Linked DNA regions of Gossypium hirsutum: region 2 is linked to region 1. A link is a contact called in public Hi-C data. All regions are on one chromosome and are shown on one strand. Each heading gives the region's core, a stretch centred on a gene start, on an enhancer-like site or on the middle of the called end of the contact. The rest is flanking DNA. Distances are from core to core; before and after follow the strand shown. Region 1 has its middle 5.2 kb from the start of LOC107956490. Region 2 holds the start of LOC107953010 (putative expansin-A17).

Region 1 (5,752 bases), core at 1,131-3,630:
TCAAAAATAAATGTGGTTTTCTCATTAAATGGAAATGACCTAAAAAATTAATTTATGATTATTTTTATTGAAGTTCGAAAATTAAATTAAATTAATTACCCATAGTGAATTCGTTGAGTGTAAAAATATTAAATATATTTTCTCATAGATCCTCTTACAATAAAGTTGCAATGATTTTAATGAAATTAAAATCGGGTTGAAGAAATTATTTAATTGGAAAATTAATTTATTTATTTAAATTAGTTTATGCTTTTATTTTGGAAAATAGAAAAACATGTATTAGATTGGATTGAATTATAAAGTGTTGGAGTACTTATAATTGGACCTGATACGAGAGAAGCCCAAAAGCCCCTTTATGCTCATACATGGGACGACAAACCCTAGTACGTTTAACTAGGGTTGACGCCCTTTCTTTCCTAGTTAGGTTAAAATTTTGTTTTATTATTATTATTATTATTGAAATAGACTTCTACTAATTCAACAAGAGTTTCACTTATTCTCCTTATAAATAGATGGCACCGGTAGAGCTAAAACACACAACTTTAAGATATTGTTATTTTGTCCGAAAATGGTAAGAATTTATTTTAAGTATAAATTCTATTTTTTGGCATAACAATTTTACCGGTTTCTATTAAAAAGAGAATTTTGTTTTCCCGCTGAAAGTAAAATAAATAATTTCTAGTTCTGTGTTTGATTCGAATTCGTTCGAGCCTACACTCGAAGCAGTTCGTGGTACAAGAATAACAGAGAAGGTCGTTTGGTTAAAAGTCGGGAATGACAAGGATCCATATAGCCAAAAACACAGGTGCGATTTCAATAAAAGGTTTATTGTTATAAATATCACATATTGACTCGGTTATCAAATTTTTAATTTTCCACCGTATAAAAAAGCCGCTTTCGAACTGAATTTTTCCCAACACTAAATATATGATAATCCCACACAATAGCTATTTCGTTTAACCCCTATTGCATACCTTACTGGTGATGAAAATAAGTATAAAATAAAGTGGCATCTGCAATGAGTTTTGCTCGAATTCGCCATCTTTAAGTTAACCGCCACAAGTTTCAAGAACATTTTTTAGTTATTATATTTTGATATTTAATTTTTTTTTAAATTGATATCTAAATTTTATTTCAATATTCAATTTGATATCTAGATCGAATGGTATCATATGGTCTAATGAATGTTTGAAAAATGTGTTCTAGTAAAAATATATTAGTACTTAAATGTAAAAAGAAAAAAAAATTAAGTACCAAATTAAACGTTGAAATTAATGGCGAAACCACATGTTGAGTTAACCCCAAAAAAATTTCTAAAAAAATATTTCTTAATAAAAAAATATAAATAATAAATTGAGTTATTGACCCACAAAATTATTTGAAAAACACCCACTAAAATTAAAAATTAAATATTTTCTTATTCTCTTTAAACATTCATTATTTTTTTTCTCAAACTTTTCTTATTCTCTCACACTTTATCCATAATTTTTATAAAATAGATTATCAGTCTTTTAATGCTTTTAAGTAGGTTTCTCTAATTTGATAACTATTCTTCTTTTCTTTTCAAGCTTTGATGTCTAAAAAATTAAAATTGTGACTTTACTTGTTATACATTAGAATTTTTATGTAAGATTAAGTTTTTATTGATGGAATGATTTGGGGATATTAGTTTTTGTATGAGATCACTAATATCTTGATTGACTTATATTTTTTAGATAACATTAATACAAATCCTTAAAGAAATTAAGCTTGATTGTTCTATAATCTCATATTTCTTAAATATAGATTAAAAATTAGCATTTTTGGTTAAAAATTATTATTGGTTTGATTTTGTGCATCTTTTGTTTGTGTTCGTCTGGTGTTTTACACAATGCATTCTCATGGCACTAAAAAGTATTTAATTAACTTTTATTGTTGTGAAGGGATAAAATAATATTAAAATAAATTTCAAATGTCAAATTAAACATTGAAATCAAATTCAAGTAGTAAATAATATATATTTTTTTCTCTAACAGATCCTAATAGTAACAGTGTAAGCCTTCAAGTTTGGTGTTTGTAAGCCCAGTCCAAGGCTCATAATTGCTAATTTCAGAGCTGCAAATATATTTCATTTTATGGGTTGAAAAAACTTGGTAGCATCGCGGAACAAGCTAAAATTGTGAGAAATCGATAATAATGGGATAAACCAAGCAGAATTAGGATGACAGAGTCTTAAAAGGAATAGGATGAGAACATGAGAAGTGAATCATGATGAGATTAGACGACAGATTTATAAACCAGTTCCTTCTTGTTTGCCAAAGTTCCTGAGTCAGTGAGCCTCTAATTTAGCCCAACACGGTTAGCCCAATTCCAAACAGAAATAATGGATTCATTTTCCCTGTCTGGATTCAAATTTAACTCAAGTCACTCAAATAGTACCATATTTACCTAAATGATCATCAGTAATATATATCTCTTTCATTTCTACTATTACTTTTACCTACCTTTTCTCTTTTCTTCCGACAGGATACCCAAGTGAAATTAGTTTCCCAGTTGACATGCTGCTCTTTTATCGCTTTTTTTAATCTTCTGACTTTTCGCTCCTTCAGTCAATGCCACTCCGCTCCTCATCAAACGGCTCATGTTGCGTATGTATATTATTATTATTCTGAACTGGAAAGGGTAATATATATCAATCAAACGCATTGTCCTTGTCACTCCCACTTTCTATTTTATCTTCAAAATCCTGCCCCTTCTTAATTATTGCCTCTGACAATGAAATTTAATGAAGGATGTTTTTATTTCAACCCTGGAGAACAAAGCAGTTGCATCCTGGGAAAATAATCTAACATCAAGATGATATATAATTAGCAATTCAGGAAAGAAAAAAAGAAGAAGAAAGGGGGGGGGTTCAATGATGTAATAATATGTGATGAAAGTTGACTATCGTTTTCCACTACATAATAAAAAAAGAGAGGGAGATGTAATTATGCAAAAGTTAATGGAAAACAAAACAGGGATTTTAGTTTGACAAAGCAAGACAAGGGCCTTTAATCAACTTGCCAAAGCCTTTTTATAATTATGTTAATCCCCCCTTGTTAAGGCTTTGTTGCTTGTGTGATTAAAGTCAGTTTCCCCCATCATGTTTTTGGTCTCTTTAAATCAGTTAAAAGCATATCCCTTATGTAATTTTTTGACATTTTTATTTAGGAGGGTGAATCATGGTTTTCAGTTGTGACTAACTCATAAAAGATTCAGGGCTTGTCTATTTCACTAATTATGATGCCAATTTCACTTTTAAAAAATAAACAGCTTAATTATTAGTTGTTGAAAGGCGAGCTTAAGAGGTGGAAGACGATAACGATAAGGTCAATTGGTACAGGTTAAACTGAAATCAGCGTTAGTTTGAGTGTTTAATAGAGATGTATATGACAAATGCATGTGCTTATGTTGCCTTTAAATGTTAATGGGGCTGGTTTAGTGGGATACATTAAGGGTCATCCTGAATAGACCCCTCTCTCTAGGCACTTAAGGGAGGAACGTGATGTGCTTCAAAACAAGAAAAGGTGAAGAAACAACACTGTGGGTCATTATTCTGTAAAATATATTTTGTCCAATTATTTGCCCCTTAACATCAAGTTTTAGATTGCGATTTCCTACAAGTTACATTAACTTTCATTTATATTTCATTCAGAAATGTGACATACATAAAAAGTTTTGTTTTAAATTCACTAGTAACTTATACGTAAATTAGCAAAAAAAAAAAAGGGTTTGTTTGTGAAATTATTAAGGACTTTAATCAGTGAAATTATTAGGGACTTTAATAAGGACTTAGCATAATGTCTAATCCCATTATCCCAAAATGATAGTTGATCTTTCTTGTCGATTGGTTGTCATTGTTTTGAAAAGATAATGAAAATGTGATGTGAGACACCTCTTCTTCTTTCGTTCAAAGGCAAATAGATGCCATTTCATATTTCAAACAATTTGTTGATTACAAATCTTCAATATCGTTCGCTAATATCTCATCAACCATTACTCAAGTTCCCCTTATTGAGTCAATTAATGGTTGATATTCATCTTTCTTTTAATCTAGATGAATCATGACGTTTTGGTTATATATAACTATATGTATGTGTGTATATCTATACATAGACAATCATTTTAATTTGTTCTTCCTTCGAATAAAAGAAAACACACTCCATGATTTCTATTTTTCTATTTTTCTATTTTCTCTATTTTAATAATCATAGCTTAAGATAATTTAGGGTTTAGAATTTAGAATAATTATGTTTGATCGTAACTTCGTCATAATTTTTATTTTATTTTTATATTATACGATAATCATCAAATTTTAATTCTAGTTTTTGTTTAATCTTCTATATAATTATATATAAAAAAAAGTTACACCATATAGAAAAGTAGTTTAATTTTAAATTTGGTTTCTATTAATATGTCTAAATTTGATATTTAATTTCTACATTTTTTAAAATATTATTTAGTCCAAAATAATTAATATCTTTGACTTTTCAATTAAAATGTTACATGATTATATATAATTTGTAAATCCTGAGGTCTTGGAGACTAACATGTCGCTCCGGTTCTTTTTGGGTTTGCTTTGCTATTTTATTAGATTATAAGACAATGATCAAATTATAATTTTGGCCATTATATTAAGTTAAAACTTGAGATTTAATTTATATTTTTTAAAGTTTCACATAATTCGGTCCATTTACTTTTATAATATCATTAGTTAGTATAAAGAAGTAATATTGTAAACTATTTCAATGTTAATATAAATTTTTCTTAAAGAAGATTATTGCAAAAAGAAAATATTTTATCATTACCAGATTTGATAAGTGTTTTTAAAAAAAAAAGCACATAAATATCTTCAACATTATTTTTATTATTACATACCAGATAATAACTGAAAAACTTAAAATTACTTTATAATTAAACAGAAAGTTTTGGTGAATATAAATCGTATTGGGAGTGGCCTCATCAGGACACTATCTTTTTTTTAAAAAAAAAAAAAATCTTTTTACAAAATCCTCAATCATTTATATCCTTTTCAGTATATTCAAGTTGATCGATATTCAACGCAGAAATTTTGAATAAAATAATAATAATCTCGTATTATAACAAATCATGGATAAATTAACAAATAATTTTAAAATTTCTAACGAATGCACCTCATCAATATATTAAATGTGAAGAAGATTTAAAATTGCTGTTGTGCGAAAAGAGTAAAAGAAGGGTAAATTATTGTACTAGAAAACAGTATTAGATTTAATTTTCAATAAAGATTAGATAGGTCACAGATGATTCCACTTAAAATTCAATCTCTTAAATAAAATCTCCTTCCAATATGATTTAATACCATAATATATTACTGTAAATGTACTCTACAAAATATTAAACAAAAACCAATAAAGAACACTGGAATTTTAATGAAGTTTGATAAATTACACTTACATCCTTGAACACTACTATATATATTTTACTGCAAAAGATATAAATGAAAAACTACAAATAGAAAGAGGGAAAATTGCCTTATGAAGGAAATGAAAATTTTAGGGATTATTTAAAGGTGGAGAAACCACCTCTATTTATAGTAGCACTACCACTCCACAACCTCGTATTTTTTAAATGTAGGGTTGTGCTATTTCAACAATTAAGCATAAATTTTGATCAAATATATAATTTGATACATGAATTTTAACTTGATGCAATTATATATATAAAACTTTTATTGTGCTTAAATATATAATAA
Region 2 (5,752 bases), core at 1,653-4,152, 170 kb after region 1:
CTGCAGCTGAGTTTGTTCCATAACCATCTGTAAAGAGATTACCATAACCACAAGCTCCTCCTGGGAAAACCAACATGGTAATCAATAATCATCTGTTCAAGATCAACAGCTCTTTTATAGAAAATAATTTATATGAATTGAGACCAGCACAATGGAGAGGAAGAAAAAGTTGTTTAAACTTACCCATTGTGCCAGAAGCATCAACCCCACCATAGAATGTTGCATGGGCTGGGAACCAAACTGGAGCAGTTCCTGCTATGTTAAATCTAGTGGAAAAATATAACCCCACAAGGAGTATCGCAGTAGTGAATTGATAGGAACTCTCCATTATTCTATTTCTTTTCTCCGTTTCCTCTAAAAACAAAAGGATTGTTTCTTTTCAATGGTAATGCGCGTAGAGCTAAGAATGAGTTTGATGCAGCAAAGGGAGAATCCTATATATTTATAATCACTGCTGGACCACTAGGTAGTTGATAGAAAAGATTGTTGATGGAATTTTTTAACATTAAGATATCATTGCTCTATGATGATCCATATATGATAAAAATAACCGTAAATCATGATGTCATACGGAAAATCTCATTTTATATTCAAACCCATGTGACAGTAGTTAAGAACCTTGATGCTGCACTTGAGTTTCCAATCTATGCAGTCTTGGGTTAAGGTGAAATATAATATTGTCAAGCTAAATGCATCATCGAATTTTCGTTTTATCAAAAGTAGAAGTATTCAATCATTAATATTGCCTTGTTACAATATAACCAAAAAGAAAAAGGAATCATCTTGGAACTTCTAAATTCTACAAATGGAATTATTAGGGTAAGAAAAAAATCAACCATCAATTTATCAAAACTGAACCCTGAAAAGATCAGATGCAATACCACACGACAAACCTTTTATGTCAATTCCTTATATTTAAAAGTTCTAATACTAATTTTATCAACATGTGTGAAAAAAAAAGAGAGATTGGGAAAAAAAGGAGAGAGAAAATTGGGAAGATTATAATCCATATGGACAGATCACTGCATCAAAAAATTATTTAGCTGTTGAATAATATAAATAATAAAGAAAATACACCGACAAGATCCTGTTGAGATTAGATCGAAGCAGGCTCTAATTATAATTGGCAATGACAAGTGATTTCCTACTTAATTTCATGGGATTCAGACGGTGCTGGGATTTTTATGTAAATTCAATGTATTATACTATCCGTGGTACCATATAAATCTGCAGTACAGTAGTGCTTCAAATTGTCAAGCAGGCAATATAAAATTACAAGAGGAGTTTAAATAGTTTCTAGGCAGAAACCATATGCTTTAAATCTTGTAATCCATTTCTTAATTTCTGCAACTACGATTTTCAACAGTTACGAAATTCTGCAAGTGCAACCTATATTATCTGCACTCAGATGACTGTTAGATGCAGATTTAGGTTCGAACATGAATATGTTGATATATGACTTTCAAAAACAAAAGGATTATACCTTCTATAGGCATATAAAAAAATGGAAAGTCCAAAAACGTAGACTGCTACTAAAGAATCAAAGTCAACTAACCTATAATTAATCCACGTTTATACAGGTTTTGTAGCAGCAGTACATTGCAATGCAACCATCATGAATCTGCAATTGTTGTAGCCTTATTTTTATACAAGAAAAACAGGCAATAAATACATATTCTATGGTTGATAAGTACAACCATATATCATGGCATGTCTTAAGGGACATACATCTATATAGCACATGGGTGATACCATGCCATCTCTTACTAAACTTTTCATCTAAAAAAATTGCTCACACGTGGCTTCACGTTCATAAATTTAATTGGTTGTTAAGGGAATTTGTATTTAATTTTTATTACTATAAGAAAAAAAGTGAAATCAAGAGGGCTACCTTTTAAAGAGGCTTTTACATTGTAAATTCTATCTACCAAACAAGTAATTAAGAATGGGATACCTTAGGCACGTATTGATTTTCATCATATTAGCTGATATCAAGAAAGCATATAAAAACAGCAGCGAATGGATTTAATTATTATTCCAACCAGAAACTACTAAAAAATCTGGAAACCATCTAACCTCAACAAATCACTTAACTTCTATGTTCAAGAACAAATGTACATGGAATTTGAAATGGAATACAATACGAGAGTTTACCTTTCAAGAATCAAATATAGGATTCTGAAGCAAAAAACGAGCATTATTCAACAGAGCACTAGCCTCCTCGTTTGATGCATCTACTAATCTCAGTTCCTTGATCTCTTCCTGCCATTTCTTCATCTGCTCTCTATGTATCCCAAAACAAAACCATAAATCTAAATTTAGAAAGAAAAAAAAAGGAAAGAATCTCATCCATCTATAGATTATAGAATAGAGATCAGCCGTTGTTCAAATTCATTGCTCAGTTCCTTGAACATTGTCTCCCTTGATTCCAATAGCTCCGAAACCTCCATAAGTTAAATGAAAACAAATAGTTATATAATTTATGAACAACTGCGTATATAAACCAGAAAGGACTGTGATTAATAATGCTTATGGTTGCCAATTGTGTAAAGCGCTCGATCCTTTCAAGAATATGAGAGATATTCAGTTCCATTTCTTCTAATCCAGCAAGGTGTGTCTCAGATTGTTCTTTCTCTATTACTTCCATAACATTTTCATTGCTAATTTGATCTTAATTTGATTGATGAACAAAATAAAAATCAAAGAGGCTTTACGTTTGGTTTCATGCGTATCCTCAAAGCTTCATTCCTTTCACTTTCCATCTCAACACCATCATGAAATCCAGCAAACAAAAGGGATTGAAAAATATTCCTTTTAATAAAACTCACCCAACAAATCATTGAGAAAAACTTACCTGAAAGAGAGAGCAAGATAGAGTTTGGAAATTGGAAAGACACTCGGTTTTTTCAAATTTGAAAATCAGGAATGCGCGCGAATTTTATGTAATTTGGGTTTTAAATTGGGTTCAGTGGCAAAACGGGTCGGATCCGAGGGATGGTCCGCAAGAAAGATTATGATTGGGCCTTTTTAAGGGCGAAGAAGGAGATTTATTTTTGTATTTTTGTGGGTTAAAATTCAAACCTAACCCATTTAAAAATAAAACTAAAATCCAAAGCTTAATACAAAACTAATCTTCAACCAAAGATATTTGACCTTTTTTTTCTTATTCTTCTATTTAATCATATTATTGGCTTTATTTTTCTTTTCGTTTGGACTTTTAATCAATAACGACAGATCTTGATTACATATAATTACATATAATTGCAAATATAGTAAAAAAAAGAAAAAGAAAAAAGAAAGAATATACGAATGGCATAATTACATTAGTTAATTAAATTGGTGACTAATACAAGTTGACACAAACTAAAGGAGGTAAATGTGATGGAAAAAGGAAAATAGTACTGAAAAGGAGTTTGTTTGAGTTTAATTCCCTAGACACTCATGCACTCTACAGTCCTATGTTCACACTTTGGAACTTTACCCAATCTTCCTTCTCCATCTGTTTTCTAATTTCTTCTCTTTGACGGTTCATTTCGTTGTCACCTTTTACACTTCTGCAGTTCCCCAGTTTCACACTTCAAATCAAACTCCTTCTACCTTTCGAGTTCCAGCCCGCCCATATCTCCATATCTCCATGTTTAAATTCTCGCTTCACTTTTCAGCCCCCTACAGCTTCTTTTTCTTCATTTTTTATTCCTTTCGTCGTTTGAAACTTGAAACGGAAACCTCCATCAGGGCAGCAGAAATATGCCACCCGCACCCAAGTTTCAAAAACATCGTCTTTCACTTATTACACTTCTCTTCTCTGTTCTTGCTGGTCTATTGGTGTGCAAGGCAGTTAGCTTGGCAGCTGTTTTAAGTGATAAAGATGCTTTACTGCAACTCAAATCTGCTATAGTTGAAGACCCACTAGGGTTCACTTCTAGTTGGAACCCAAATGATAAAGACCCTTGCCTTTGGCATGGTGTTTCTTGTGACCCACTTAAAGGTCGAGTCATCACCCTTAATCTTTCCTCTAACCTCAATTCTACATGTTCTGTGCTTCAACTCTCGGCATCAAAAACAGCAGAAGTGAAGGGTGATCAAGTTAGAGGTAATTTTACTTTGCTATATCCTTGTTTGCATGTTGATGTTGATGACAATATTTCATTTGTTGGATTGAGGGGTAGGTTATCTCCTGCTATTGGCCACCTTACAAAGCTTAGAGTTTTGTCACTTGGGTTCAATGAATTCTTTGGTGAGCTGCCTTTAGAAATGGGAAAGCTTAATCTTTTGGAAGTTCTTGATTTAGGTTTTAATGCTTTTCATGGTCCTATACCAGCCGCCTTAAAGAAGTGCACTTCATTGAGGGTTATTAATTTATCTGGGAATCAATTGAATGGAACCATTCCTGCAATTTTTGGGCCGATTACAAGTTTTCAAGTTGTTGACTTTTCTTTCAATAAATTGAGTGGTGAAATTCCAAATGAGTTAGGCGAAAATTGTGGGAGTCTAATGCATCTCCATCTTGCAAGTAATGAGCTTTCAGGTTCAATTCCGTCCAACTTGGGTAACTGTGGTGAGCTCAAGTCTTTGATACTGTCTTCTAATATATTGCAAAATGATATTCCTTCAAGTCTTGGTAAACTCGAGAATCTTGAAGCGTTGGACTTGTCCAGGAATTTCTTGAGTGGACTTGTACCGCCGACTTTGGGGGATTGTAAGCAGTTGAAATTGCTTGTGTTGAAGAACAAGAATGGTCCTCTGTTTTCAAGAAAAGGCTCCAGCTTTATGTTTCATCAAGAGGAGTACGGGGAGGGAGATTACAATTTTTTTGAGGGTGAACTGCCTGAGAGTATTGTTAAACTTTACGGTATCCATGTCCTTTGGCTGCCAAACGTGAATTTGGAAGGCATTTTTCCGCAGACTTGGGGATCATGTTCTAACTTGAAAATGTTGAATGTAGCACAAAATTTCTTGACTGGACAAATACCTGCGTCCTTTGGTAATTGTAAGAACTTGTATTTCCTTGATTTGAGCTCCAATAACTTGTCTGGTTCGCTTCCAGCTGCAATTCCTGTTCCATGCATGGTTGTATTCAATATCAGCCAAAATTCCTTGTATGGGAACATTTCAAGATTTTCTCATGGTGAGTGCTCTAATGGTTCCTTGAATTTGTCAATGTCATATATGGACCTGGTTGGATTGTACTCTTCTTTCTTTTATAGGAATGCTCTCATAAATATTGGTTCTGGTCCTTCCCCATTTTCATTGAGTGAATTTGTTGTATTGCATGATTTCAGCAGGAATCAGTTCACTGGCTCAGTTCCTCCCTTTATTATTTCTTTATATACTTTGTCTGCTAAGCTGAATTATGGTTTCTGGTTGAATGGGAACAATTTTGAAGGTAATCTTTCTGTATATTCTTTTGATCCTTGTCTACGGTTGGATGGTTTGATCTTTGATGCTAGCAACAACAAAATCGTAGGTGAACTTCCTTTAAACATGGGTCACACTTGCAAATGCTTGAAAATTTTGAGTTTGGCGAGCAATGAATTTGTTGGCTCAATTCCTACATCATTCACTGACATGGTTTCTCTGCTTAAGCTTAACCTCAGTGAAAACAGATTGCGAGGTCCTATTCCGTCGTATATTGGAGAGATGAAGGAGATAAGGTACCTCTCACTTTCTAATAATAACTTTTCAGGTGCGATGCCTTGGGATTTAGTTCAACTGTCATCGTTAGAAGTTTTAGAGCTTTCTTCAAATTCTC

The links. A called contact is a pair of places that touch in the nucleus more often than the background predicts.
Region 2: a contact with region 1 is called in a Hi-C map of leaf, with 2.1 times the contacts expected there. The contact joins the promoter of LOC107953010 here to the enhancer-like site in region 1. A contact is called at or near these places in 2 of 34 Hi-C or Micro-C datasets (both in leaf).

Annotation. Positions count from the first base shown.
Region 1 is chrA07:28,251,526-28,257,277 of Gossypium_hirsutum_v2.1, forward strand. No RefSeq gene overlaps it. Among protein-coding and RNA genes, the nearest start is that of LOC107956490, 5.2 kb to the right of the region's middle. Within about 2 kb of position 2,381, at least 5 of the 9 cell types and tissues checked have an H3K27ac peak or open chromatin away from gene starts, as enhancers often do. A contact at or near this core is called in leaf, where this site is marked.
Region 2 is chrA07:28,416,902-28,422,653 of Gossypium_hirsutum_v2.1, forward strand. It overlaps LOC107953010 (putative expansin-A17), which reads right to left and starts at 2,903. Exons shown (of 4, transcript XM_016888237.2): 1 at 2,155-2,903; 2 at 184-1,621; 3 at 1-60. The coding sequence starts at 328. It also overlaps the pseudogene LOC107953011.